Regions from separate parts of the Gossypium hirsutum genome. Here region 1 is linked to region 2. Evidence: chromatin contacts called from public Hi-C data. All regions are on one chromosome and are shown on one strand. Each heading gives the region's core, a stretch centred on a gene start, on an enhancer-like site or on the middle of the called end of the contact. The rest is flanking DNA. Distances are from core to core; before and after follow the strand shown.

Region 1 (7,667 bases), core at 5,118-7,617, 630 kb before region 2:
GTAGGCATGAACAAAAAACTTTCAAAAAAGTGATGCCATGCTGTTTTTCCAACCATAGCTTATTCGCCTTGGGTGTGGAGCTGTAAAGCTAAGCCCGAACATTTCCTTCAGGGCCTTTCCTTGCTCTACGAACCTAATTAGCTTTGCAACAATGGCAGCACTGTCCTTTACATGTCTCATATCCTTGTTATTGCTCCATAACTAATTCACCAGCTGGAGCCTTCTCTGCTTCGAGTTCAACTCAATGCCCCATTTCTTATACAGTTTCTCTCTCTCTTCTTCCGTAAATCTTTTACGCAACAGCCTGCTCAAGGTTTGTTTCTCACGGCGAAGACTTCTCACACTGCGTCCACATTTGAACACATTAAGAGAAGTTTATTTTAAGTAGAAATTTGTTGCAAGGGATAATATGTAACATGTCAGGAAAGTAATACATAAAATCACCATCGATGTCAAACATTTTCTAGATTTTCATTGATTGTTGGTTTGGTCCTCTAAATTACCATATTTTCAATATTCGATTTTCCAAGATAAATACTAAGACGAGCATTAAAGCATACTTCACGGATATGCAACACTCGGTATTCGACATGTACTATTCAAAACGACAAAATTCTACTCTACTGGTAGAGTTTTCAAACAGAGATTTCTTCGGTACTAGAAACAATCTGATATAATATAAGGTTAATTTTTGACTATCAGTAGTTGCAAGAGAGAGAAATAACCTTGAAGCCAGTATAAGAGTGCGGCCATCTTTGAAGGCTTGATTTCCTTCAGAAAATGATTCTTCGAGGAAGGTAAGTCTCCTAAGCTCCACCTCCATGTAAATGGAATCAGCCGGATCACCTTTAAAGAGCAGGAAGAAATATGTTCTGTGGACCAAGGAAACATTGCAAGCTTGCCAAAGTTCAAGTATTGCTCTCTGCAGCCTCTCGAATTCCTGAGGCCAATGCACAGGAGTGCTTGATGCATCATGCATTGGGTCCAATCCTACATCTTTCATACTCTTTCTAGACTCATCTACTTCAAGTCCCGTGCTCTGAACCTATGATGAATGTACCGAATAATTTTCAAAGAAATAAAAAGACAAATGTCATTGCTCAAGTGCAAATTTTAAAGTTGTTCCAGACATGGGAGGCAAAATGGTTGGCAATTCTCACCTGACCATTAGCAAGTTGCTTCTTCAATCCTGCAACAAAAGATTGAATGCTAGTTATATCCTCATCCACAGCACTCTTGATGGAAGCACTCCCAAGAGAAGATTGAGAATTATTCCTTGAGAGCACTTCATTATTGGCTCCATAATTTAATAAAAGGAACTTCTTTCCATAACCATGTGGTCTTCCAGGAAAAATTTTCTCCCATCCATTAGGCGGGGTGCTTTCAAAATGTTTTTGGTCGGCATAATGAGAAGATGTACCCCTCATGACATCTGCTCTACAACTCAAGCTCCTATTCAAATTCAGGCTTCTAGAACTTGACAAATCTGCTAGCTGAGGATATGGGGATGATTTATCAGGGCTGACAAAAGAATAAATTGTGTTCTGTATATGATGGAGTCTCTGCTCCAATAAATCAAACGCAATACCATTTTGAATATGATTAGCTTCTCTATCTCCATTCATTGAGGTAGACATTGCTTCCTGGTCAGTCCCATCACCATCTCCATAGAGTGTCAAAGCCAATGTTCCTTCACTTTCACCATTTGGTAAGCCACGAGAGTCAGAATTATAATCCCCTGCTGGTTCTTCTGTCTCAATACATTGAACCTCTTTGCAGTATTCATCAGGGTCATCAGCAGTTTCACCTAGAGTCTCATCAAGACTTTGCCCAGAAACAGACATGGAATGATCTTCATGATTGTTCAGAGGCTGATGATAGGGCTGCTCAATATTGCTCCCACTCTCTGTGTTAGAACAATGGATTGAATTAAATTTTCCAACATGCACATCCAACCGATTAGAATCAGCCAAACATGATGACTCCGATGCTGAGTAGTCATCTTCCCATGCATCCCCTTCTAGTTGATTGGGATGGTAATTGATCCTTGCCTGATCAGAGAAATGAAAGAAGGGTTAGAGGCTGAAGATGGAACTAACTAGAAATTAAGCAGTTAAAAGTATAACATAGCAATTAGGACTACATTTAGCGAATGCGATAACATTCGAAGATACAGAATTAAGGCAATAACACATACCGACTGTCCTGAATGTTTATCATTTCTGATCACCCTTAGTAAATCCTCAACCCGAGATTGAGCAAGATCACGTTGCTTGGTCAGTTCTCTAATATCATTCTCCATCTACTTAATGTAATGCCGTGTAATCAACGTTAGGCAACATGTAAATGCTCTAAGCTTTTTCAATTCTATTTTACATATCAGCCACCCCGGATGTCGGGAATTAGACTTTTATTCAGCCTAATTTTCCGCAAGCAAAAGTATCTATTTGCAATGCTAGAGTCAAATATCATCGTCCTGCATCCAATTTTCTATAATTCAAGCTTTATAATTTTAACACCAGAATGCATGATTCATCACCAGGTAACACCGGTTATTAGATGGGAAAAAAAAACCATTTATATTAGTTTCACATAAATAGATATGAAGAAATGCTTTCAAAAGTCAAGCCCCAATGCCCTCCTGGCACTATTGAGCACAATGCATATATGACTCCTAGTGTAATGGAACTTAAAGGATGACACAGCAGGAAGCATTTCAGCAAATAAATATGTAATATGTAACTGTAACTCATTTTCATTCAAGTATACATGGTAGCAAGTCCTAGTATGTTTTCAAATGTGTTTCAAAAGCAAAGCATAACCTTTTGAATCTGAAGATCTTTTCTTCTCAGTAAAGCTGCATAGTCACTGTTTGATGGAGGAGGGACAGGACTCTTGAGTTCACTTTCTAACCTGGCCACCTCTCTTTGCAAATGCTTAACTAAGGCCTTATCAGACATGACCACATTGACCTGCGCTTTTGTAGCAACTTCTTTTGCACAACAAGCAAACAGAAGAGTGTTTCTGGTTTGTTCAACGTGGCTTCGTGCAGGACTCAAGGTACATATGATGGCAGTCCTGGCATTACCACCCAAGCAAGGCTGCAATATGAGTGTCAGCTTAGAATCTCTGTAATTGATATGTCCTTGTCTGCCTTTACTGCATCCATCAAAGAACCACAATCATGAATCTAGTAGGTGAGAAAATTTTAACAAGACATTGCCTAAATCATCAATATTCTGTATTTCAACACAATTTTGTGGGTAATTATTACAGAAAATAACACAAACTAATACGCAAACCATCATAACACTATGCCCAAGTTCTCTGTTTCGATTTAAAATTGAGAAATGTAAAAACCAAAAACGAAAAAGGAACTCAATCAAGCAAAGTAATAGATAACTACTAGGATAATAACCAACTACATCCGACAACAAATTTAGATACATAAAAGTCTCTTGCAGATGGTTGAATTTAAAACACTATGAGCGCTCAAAGTATATGATGATCCAATTAACCTTAGCTTGCGAATAACAGTTGACAGGGTCAGTAAACTACGATTTATATGGCAACCCTCTTTCAGTCTTGCCTCGGTGGATAATGACTGAGATGCTTGCTCACTTCCTGCCAAATCAACAAAATTCTGCACTCAAATACCATCTTTGCATGAATTAACCATTTCAGGAGAACCCAGTGAAATGCAAATGTGAAAGTAAATTCCACGAGCCATACCACACTTGCTGCAAGGGTTGTTGAATTTTCTTTCCCTAAGAACTCACGAGCAGAGCTTTCAATTGTCTACAAAATTTAGAACCCACATTATAGTAAGCTAAAAGGGAAAGAAAAACAACTCAACATCACTACACATAAGCTATTCTCAATTAGGCATTAAAGCAAAAGGTAGAGAAGGGAAGAGGAGGGTACCAATCTTATAATTCGATGAGATCTGGAGCTTCTCTCGTTCAATGAGGTCTCTCCTATCTTTCTTTGAGCTGTAACATTGCAACGCATTAAAAAGTTAATGATTATAAATGAAGGTGCAAGTGTGCAACATCATTCAGTAAACATAGGACTCTTTAAACTACTTTACCTTCACAAATAGATAGGAGTTCTTTTAAATGGTTCCAGTCCCTCAGCACTTCCTCTATAACTTTTTCCACAATGAGTCCTCTCTGATGAAAAGAACTTGTTAGATCAAACATAACTCAGTAAACTGAAAGTAATAGAAATGTCCTTATTCACCTCAGGATCATCACGCGGCTTAAGTTGAGTGTTTTCGGAGCTTAGGAGGTCTCTAATTGCTTCATTGTATATCTCAATTGCTGAGAACTTCAAAACAAATGCTCTCTCCTTGTGTTGCAATGATGACATCAGTAGTAAGTAAAAAAAAACTTCGAAATAATAGGCACGGGAAAGATGCAACAGACATAAAAACATGGTGGAACTAAGATGAGTCAAAACTTTCATTACTCTGTTTATGTAGTCAAATATATCTGCGACAGTATACTCAGTTATTCCAGTCATGGTATACGTCTTCCCACTGCTAGTTTGCCCATATGCAAAAATAGTAGCTGTGGAACAGAAGGAAGAAAATTTGTTAGAAAAAAACTGTTTTTTCCTCACCAAGTAGTTTAACAAAAGAGACGAAACACCAAGATGCCTAATTGCCAATACCACTACTTACAATTAATACCATTAACGACTGAAACTGCAACCTCCTTGGCTCCTTCCTCGTATACTTGCTTTGTTAAGCAATCACCCCGAAATACTCTATCTGTTCCTAACATATAAAGGAAGAAAAAAGAGACAGCAACATAAGTCTCATATATGAAACTTTATTGAACAAAGCTGCTTCCAAATCCCAAGCATATAACAGAAACAACTTTTACCATGAATGTGTGTAATACAAAATGAAATCAAGATCTCAACAATTAAAGAATATATCATAGAAAAAAAAGAATACTAACTTCAGAAAATATGAGTTAGAAACTGAGAGTTGGCTGTCACTAGTTTAAGGGAATAAAAAATGGTTTGACCCGAAAAATGAAAGAATTTGCTTACCAAATGTATAGGCAGACGGGAATGTGGACCCTTCCCGGAGGGTGTTCCGATATAGGATAGTGTTGTCATTGATGCATTCCCAATCAGCAACTTCATTTGCTATAATTTCCTTGTCACTCAAAGGCCTCAACCTCACCACAACAAGAATCCTCTCCTCTCGAGCACCTGCCATTTGCGCCTTTTGTTCTTTCTCCACCTGCTTTAACTCTTCCCCACCAATTGCCCCCATTTTTCTTTTTCCTACTCCACTTTTCTTGTTACTCACCCTACTAGGCGTTAAGTGAAAAAAAGAGCCATGAATTTGCAGGTTCTCAAGGTTGTTGGGGTTGCTAAATATATATTAAAGCTTAGGCCAATCCTTTCACAACCATAAGCCTATCTGCTAAAAGAAGCTAATCATGATTATAAAATCCAACTAACTATAGAAAACGATCCATAAGTATAAAGACTAATTACTGATTATATCAGCAACAACGAGCTAATTATAGACTTTTATCTAACCAACATGAAAATGATTTGCTTTTTATATTCTACTTTTAAGGTTAAACATCACTTAAATTAACCATTTTTAAAAAACAAAAACAAATGTCAATGAGAACTAGTAGTTAAGATGAAAAGATCTCTTCCTAACCCCCCAAGAAAAAAAAAACACTCAATTTTTAAGTTTTAATTCTTGAAAGAGCAGAAAACTTTCCCTAGTGGTCACCAACTATGCTTAATAGTCAAGCAATGAAAATCTTCAACTTTATAGTTTATACTGATAAATTAATAATAATAAAAAGTTTTACTCATTTTCTCATTTCTGTTTGTTTTGTTTTCTTTTCCCTTGAAACGAAAATGGCGGTTCAGTTTAAAAGAACTAGTACCAACTTTAGTACCAAAACAGTTTCAATTTCCCTCCATTATGCTCTCTGATCTGATTCCATAACCGTATACTTTCCACCTCAAAACTCGAGCTCTGCAAAATCCTAACCGAATAAAATCTAAAAAATCGTTTAAAAATGATAAACAATAGAATTTGATTCGAATAACGTAAGAATCCAAAATTTTCTGGATTTTTTTTAAAAACGCCAGCAGTATTAAGTAGTAACGATTTCTTTAAATGGTCAATTTCTAAATTCAGAAATCAAAATCACCCCCCAAAAAACAACAGTCTTACATACGAAAACAAAATCAATCCACTTGTCAATTTTTAATGAATTTAAATTTAAAACTAAAAATTCATCGAAGGGGAAGAGAAGATACGTGACTTGGAAGAGCAAAAAAGAAACACTGAAGAAGCGAAATCGAAGGTGCTATGACTCTACGCGTCGAATAAAGTTGAAAAAAACGAAAGGATAAAATGGAGAATGTCAATTTAAACCAAGGGTAAAAATGGGACAGCAGGATCGGGAAGGGGGAGCGTCTTTTGAAGTTTTTCTCTTCCTTGCGTGTTTGGGGCAAGGTCAATTACTATTTTACCCTTGCTTTTTGATATAAGCTTGTGTCTCGCCACGTGGTCTTTAAGTTTTCTTGTCAGTTAATGTAACTTTCCATCGCGATGCACCGTTCAATCGACCGCTATATTGTTAAACATCAAAGGTTTAATTATGCTCTCAGTCCCTATACTTGTGAATATTTGAAACTTAGGCTTTCTATTTTTAACTATACAAATTTAGTCCATGTACTTATTTGATTTAAAAACTAAAATCCAATTGATAAAATTTTTAATGAAATTTAGTTAAATTTAAATATGTGATATTCTAAATTAAGGGCATGATTTAAAATTTAAAGCTAAATCAATAACACATTTTCAAATTTGAAGAAAAATAATTAATAGTATTATCAATTGAACTTTAGTTTTTAAATCAAACAAGTAGAGGACTAAATTTATTAAATTAAAAACATAAGGACAAGTCAATTAAACCACATGTGAAATAATAAAATATTTGTGTGCAGGTCTTTAATTAACAATGATCTTGAGTACAATTCTTAAACAACCTATACCTTGTACCCTTATTAAAAAAGCATAAAGATTAATTTTAAAAGTTTGAACAGTAAAAGGACTAAGGTGGGGAATTTAGACTAATGTCAAAATTCCTTTTGGGGTGTTCGATAGAGTTTTGGATTTTTTTAGCTGTTTGGGCACAAATGGAGGATTGAATAATCAAACCCTCTAATTGTAGTGTTTGGTGAATGAAGGTGTGTAAGAGTTTGTTGAGCTAAAATTTCCAAAACAAAAAATGTTGGGATGGGCAACGCTTTTCACGGCTGATTGGGAATGAGATATGTGGAATGACATATTTGACCATGCTTACTCAAAAATTACTCCCTTTGCCACATGCTCTCAAACCTAACAGGAGTGTTAATATATCAGTAGTTTCCATTCTTCTATTTTGCCTTTCATCTCCAAAGTCCAAAGTCCAAAGTAAATCTAAAAAAAAAAAATCCAAGGTGAATCTACAAAAAACAACTATGGAGATTCATTTGCAAGATGATTTCATCCATTAAGGTTAGTTCTTTCTATGCTTTTAAATTGTTGTACCTTTTTTTGGCCTGTATTTTTCAAAATTTTTTGTCCTTGTAAATCGATCTTTTTCCTCCCTATTAGTCGATTTTTTCCCATG
Region 2 (6,645 bases), core at 140-2,639:
TATATATGAATACAAAAGTCATGAAAATAAAACAATAAGAAAATATTTATAAAATACATGCATGCATTTACGAAAAAAGGAAAAAAAGAAAAATATATAAATATATATTTGTAAATTATATAAATATAAATATATATATGTATATGTATATATAAGAAAAAAACGTGGAAAATATATTTATAATAATTTGAATAATGTAAAAATACACATATATAACAAAGGATATATAAACATATATATATATATAGATTATAAAATATGAAAGATGTATAAGTACTATAAACTATAAACGTATATACATATATATAAAGCTATGAAAATAAAATAATAATAATAAAATATGTATATAATATATGTATATAGTTAAAAAAACGCTTAAAATATACATATATATTTAACATATATATGCGCATGTATATATAAGAATAATAATAATAATAATAATAATATACGATATAATAAATAATAATAATAATAAACTAATAAGAATATAGACAATATAATAAAAAACTAAAAAAACAAATTAAGGGTTAAATTTAAAAAACCAAACAGAATTTGAGAGCTGAATTTGAAAATAAAATAAGAGAGGGAGTAATTTAAAACACGCGTAACAGGGGGAGGGCCGAAGGAACAAATTACCCAAAAACACTGCACAGCACTGGACTAAAATAAAACAGATTCGGTATTTCATGGAAAAATTTGAAAACATAAAAAAAATGGTTTTGAAATGATAGGATAAAATGAAAGGATTAAAAACAAAAATAACCCATCAATGTTTAAAAGTTGAAATCCATTTCATTTGCAGCCAATAAAACCCATTTCAAACCCTAAAAATTATTCTATTTCAAATGCAGCCACAGCAACCAGTCCCTTCCCCGCTCCTCACGCCGAGAACTAGCAAGAATGCCGACGGCGCGCCTCTACTGGTAAGAAACTTCTCTTTTTCCTCGTTATTTCGTTTATTTTCGTTGTTTTAAGAAACAAAAGGAAAAAAACAAAGTAAAAACAAAAACAGTAAAAGAACAGAAAAAAACAAAGCCAAAATCTGTCGCCTTTCAAAAAAAATTTTCTCTCTTGTATTTTCCTTTTTTTTATTTTTTTCAATACAAAAATTTGCTAACCCCCATTACAAAAAAAACAATTGGCTTTATATAGCCTATAATAAACCAACGCTCCCCTCTTCATTTTGTTGTTATTTTCCCCGTTTATCGCCTATTGTTTGCTGTTCATGGCTTATTGCAGGTACCACTGGCGAGAGGTCGTGTGCAGAAGCTGCTGAACGTGGGCGGTTACCGTGACGTGGGAGCAGCGACGTGGGGGCGATGGTGGCACCTGGACTATTCGGCTGCTAACTTGCTGTTAACTGTTGCTTAGGATTAGGTTAGGGTTTGCACACTTGGTCCTTATTGGGCCGATATTGTATTTGGGTTTGTATTGGGCCTGTTATTATTTGGGTCTATTTTGGATTGGTGTAATGAGTATTTGGGTTGGTCTTATTTTGAATGGGCCGGGCAAAAATGGGCTATTACAATGGTAATGATGGACCGGTCCTTCATAAATCTTGGGTTTTTAAGAGAAAAGAAGTGAAACTGAAGAGTGGGTTTTTAAGAGAAAAAAGTGAAACTGAAGAGAGCGAGAGGTTGCGGTCGTATCAGTACGTGGGGAGAACTGGGTCGGTGATTCCAACAACTTCTTTGGCGGGAGCGGAAGTTAGTATCAAAGAGATTCGGTCAGCCACTTCATTTTCCGGCCATTACCCGCCATCCATTCACGCTCCTTTTATCAACTCCCCCGAGCCCCTTCCTAACGGTATCTCCAATATAAGCTGGGAAAGGTTTTATCTTTTTGGTTATGAAGTCCAGAATTTGAGTTGCTTTAGATTGTTCATTCCTGAATTAAATATCGGATACTGGGTTGTTAATGTTGGGTAAGTTGTGAACTCTTACAGTTTGCTGATTTAATTACTTGTTCCAGAGGAAGCTATCCTCCATCAAGGTCCTTACACAACAGACTATGGCACATACTCCAATGATTTTCGGAGGTAAACACCCCTTGTTATAATAAGTAGGATAGTTTTTGGAACACCCTTGAATGCTTAAACATCAGCTAGTAGCATACACTGATTAAATTAGTGATGTACATGCAGGCAATTATTGGACGAGGTAGAGATACGAGAATTGCTCATCGATCATGTCGGCCATCGATGCTGTTGGGGGAGTCGTCCTGCTCGAACATGGAAGATCCATGCTGTTGAGGATTGCAATGTTTACGTGGGGACTCTAGAAACTTTCTTAGAGGAGAGGGAAGTAGTCAGAGAAACAGAACCTTACCATGGTGGCAACATTGATGGAAAGGATAAAGGTCCTGAACTTGTTCTTTGGGAATTGGATCTAAGATCACAATTCCCTGCTCTCTATGTACCTTATAAGGAAACACGAGTCAAGATTCCTCGTTGCGAGACCGTTGAGAAATGTTCAGGTAATGCTACTGAAATAATGTGGCCTATGGGATTAATACTGGAGGTTTTTACATCTTAAATTTTGTCTAGTACACAAAATATTTGCCTTTTTAAGGTTCTTAATAGCTGTTTCGTTTACTTCGTTTTTTGCATCTCTTTCCTGTCACGCTAATGCTTCTTGCTTCACCATTTATACATGTCATAGCAGTAGTGCTTAGCTTTGCCTTTGGATTAATGTTTAAGAAAAAGATCTGCAGGTTGTGCAGGACGAGGAGATATTGCATGTCCAACATGCAATGCGGACCAGGAACCTGGATTTTATAAGCAAAATCAGATGTCCCAGTGCCCTGCTTGCTATGGACGGGGATTAATTGCTCACAGAGATGGATCAGACACTATGTGAGCAGTTTCTTCTTTATTTTATTAAACTATCCTTCAAAATGGTTGCCTACTGGTTCAAACATATGAATCATATGGTTTATCTTTATTGTACGTTACAACCATGAATGATTTCAGGAAACCGTGTTTAATTAGCATACCTCAACTTCTGTATGGGTATTCTAGTTTGAAATTTCTGGGCAATAAACCCCATATATAACATTCCAGCCTTTAATTTTCTAGTTAGTTTCTTACTAATCTCACACTTTTTTCTTCCTAGGTATTGAGTCTTTTACATTAATCACTTTTCACTGGTGATTATATCTCTGCATATGCACAAATTGTGATGGAAAAGGAAAGATTCCTTGTGCAACTTGTGGATCTCGTGGCTTACTACAATGTAAAACATGTCATGGAAGTGGTTCTCTGTTGACTCTCAGAGTTGCCATTATTAAATGGTAAGCATGCCAATCTGTCTTGTTATTAAAGTTTTATGCTGCCATTACCTGGGGATACTTGTTGGAAATATTCTTTGCATCAACTGCCGAAGTTTGATGATCCAATAAATGATATTTGAATTTGTCTTTTTGAGCACATTCATATATATTAAACTCAATGTTAGTGCTTCTTGTCATTTGGATGCTGAAATTCTGTTTCAGTGGCACTTACCTTTGAAGATAACTTCTGATATTGAACTTCAATCAGGAGGTATATTTTCCTGGTTCTGCTTTCTTAAATCAGAATTATGTATATGCTGCTTCTGGCTATCATATCAGATAGATCCTTAGCATAGTTTTCCTTTTCTATATAATCTCCCATTTCAAATCATCTCCTGCTCAGTCTTATCACCAATGGCAATTCATCTCCTGCTCAGTCTTATCACCAATGGCAATTTCCAGTCACAAGAATTTCCCTAGAATGATTCCTAAGAAGTATTAAGAACATACAGAACTTGCCCGTGTAGACCTGTGTGCTTGGAGCCCCTTCAATTACTGGAATTATCATTTATGTTGATAGGAAGACACTTTCAACTCGAAAAGTAAGTGTAACAAGTGGAGCAGCATCGGTGCCGGATGAGATTTTCCATAGGGCTAAAGGGGTTCAGTTGTGCAACACCCAGGCATCTCAGTGCAGTCCAGCCTTTTTTGCTGATTCTTTCTTCCTCAACCAGTTCTCTTTTGATGTTATCCAAGACAGGCCTTTTATACCTCCTACAGCCAGGGTCATATGCGAGAGACATATGATCTCAGTGGTGCCTGTGACACGTCACCATGTCTCGTCATCGTCAATTTTTCAGCTTCTACATAGTTGGATTAAGCCGGGAGGTGTACTTGAAGGACTACTATCCTGCTAGGTTTTGCTGGGGCTTGTGTCCTTGCCTGGAATGGTTGAAGAAGTAGTCACTAGGCAGATACGTTGTCCACCTTAAAGGAGATCGCTTCTCAATTATTTATGCTGCTCATATTATATTGTGGGTTTCTTTCACGTGGCTCAGAATACATTGGTTCATCTCTTGTGTTCAAGAGATTAGAGTAAATTCCATGTGATTGATGAGGTCTAATTTTGAACATTATAGTATTACCAAGACAAAAAATAACAGTAATATGACATAAATGGTGTATGTAATATATATTACATATAATATTTTCAAATAAATAATTTAGAGAAACATTTTATCTTGGAGGGAAACCCATTTTTCATATTCCCTCTAGTTTTTTAGATTGTAGGAAAATTAGAATTTTCCAACAATTCCCTCAGCGTTTTAGGCATCCTTGTGTTTATTTCTTCATCTATAAATACGATCTAGTTAAGAGATTTCATTGAAGGAAACACAATGAAAATGCTTATGGTAAAAATAATAATAATAATAATTGTTTAAGAAAGAAGGAAACAAAGAATTAAAGATAAGGTGGGTTCAAAAAATTAAAGTACAAATTATCGTATCCCAAATGAACAGTTAAAAACTTTTCAATTTAATCCAAATGGTTGTAATCATTCATACCAAAAGGTTGTACCTTCTAGAGGGGCATTTAAGCAATTATTAGTGCACTATATATAGAGGCTTCGAATTAGAGTTAGGATTATCCAGTTCAAGTAAAAATATTACAAAGCTTTCTTTCTTTCTTTGGTGTTCTAGATTCATTCTGATTTTGAGCAATTCAAATGCAACGAATTGTTTAATTCGAGTAAAAGCATTGTATTTTCAGAATAAAATTTCTCGATTATTCTATATACAAAAAGGAAATAACTATTCTTAAGATAACTTACCATAAATGCCTTGCCTTAATTTTTGCTTTTTCAAATTTTTGTAATTTTACATACAAGTTAAGAGTGGTTATTAATGGATCCCGAATTGCAAAGGTGAAAGCTATCAATGTCGAGATGCTTGAATGGTTAAACAAGCTTTTTTACAAACATTTTTTAGTGTGAAGATATACTTGAATTGTCAAAGTGGCTTGTGTGTTGTCTACTCCATATTCAGATGATTTATCATAAAATAGCGAACTCACCGAATGATAAAAGAAATGGATCAAGGATTATTATATTTATCAGTTCACGTAGATAATTGATTTTGACTACTAATGTTTTATCTCACTGAAAAATAAATAAAATTATGTTCCAAGAAATAAACTCACTGCCTTGATCCACTTGGCTACACTTGCCCCTTTACGATTACTATACTCTAGAGTATTTTTTTTATTTGTTTAAATATTTCAAATACAAATTGCAAATATTTTAATTTCTATCACTCATCGTTCTTAGAGTGTCCAAAGTTAATTTAAGGTTAACAACAAAGTTAACTCAGAACAAGTAGTGTAATAGGTCATTTTTGCCCGGGCCCATACCAGCAAAATAGACCCAAATAATAAAAACAAAAGCAGCACACTTTCAGCCAATTTAAACCCAAAAAACTACAAGCCTAAATGCCCAATATTAATAAAAACCCTAGAGGCTCGAATGGCCCAAAACTACACCAGCTTTCAAACACAAAAAGAAACCCTAGCCGCATATTGCTGCTGCCACCTCCTGCGCACGCCCACCGTCGCTACTCGCCAATCGCCGGCTTCGCATGTTCACGCGTCTGACACCTGCAAAACGAAGCACACGCAACAGAAAAAGGCCGAATAGGAAAATAAAACGAAACAGAGACGAAGAGTTTGTAATCTGGCTATAAAAGCCACAAGCAATTTCTTGTAGTTTTTTCTGGACAAAATAGCAATAAAAATATAGATTTTGAATCAGCGAAGGTGATATTTTCGTTTTTTTGTGTGCGTTTTTTAGATCTAGTTTTTTATTTTTTTTCTTTTTATTTACGAAAATAAATAAAAGGGAAGAGAAGAAACTTACCTAGGGCTGCATGCAAGGTCCATCGCCGGAACCGCCTTGGTCGGTGAAATCAGGACCGAAGAGAGGCCGTGGGGGTTTCTCTTCTTTCAACCTTTGAGCCCAGAGGCTTCGACCTTTAAATGGCCTTTAAATCGGGTAAAAGACTCGACCTTTGCGTTGCTCTGATCACCGATGACGGTGAGGGGCACGGCGGCGCCGGCGATGGCCCTATCGGCCGGACTTGGAACCTGCGAGAGAGAGAGGGGCTGAGCCCTCTGTTTTTTTTTCTTTGAAAAATGAAGCAAATTCTCCTTTTTTTTCTTTCCTTTTTGATATTTATATTAGATAAAACGGCGCCGTAATGGGGGATCTGCACATGCTTTGCCCTAATGGGTAATTTATGCATTTAGTCCCCCCAACTTGCGTCGAAGTGCAATCCAACCTTTCTTTTATTTTCTAATTTGGGCCGCAAACTTTTCTTT

The links. Hi-C and Micro-C count contacts between places; a contact is called where the count stands out from the background.
Region 1: a contact with region 2 is called in a Hi-C map of leaf, with 2.4 times the contacts expected there. The contact joins the promoter of LOC107918425 here to the enhancer-like site in region 2. A contact is called at or near these places in 11 of 34 Hi-C or Micro-C datasets (anther, callus, leaf and 1 more).

Annotation. Positions count from the first base shown.
Region 1 is chrD13:24,094,067-24,101,733 of Gossypium_hirsutum_v2.1, reverse strand. It overlaps LOC107918425 (kinesin-like protein KIN-7E), which reads right to left and starts at 6,367. Exons shown (of 13, transcript XM_041108915.1): 1 at 5,062-6,367; 2 at 4,685-4,780; 3 at 4,471-4,571; 4 at 4,243-4,356; 5 at 4,091-4,172; 6 at 3,925-3,992; 7 at 3,733-3,798; 8 at 3,519-3,643; 9 at 2,823-3,159; 10 at 2,198-2,302; 11 at 1,161-2,051; 12 at 726-1,045; 13 at 1-343. The coding sequence starts at 5,290. The coding sequence ends at 202.
Region 2 is chrD13:23,464,340-23,470,984 of Gossypium_hirsutum_v2.1, reverse strand. It overlaps the pseudogene LOC107920458. Among protein-coding and RNA genes, the nearest start is that of LOC107918754, 19 kb to the right of the region's middle. Within about 2 kb of position 1,389, at least 9 of the 9 cell types and tissues checked have an H3K27ac peak or open chromatin away from gene starts, as enhancers often do. A contact at or near this core is called in leaf, where this site is marked.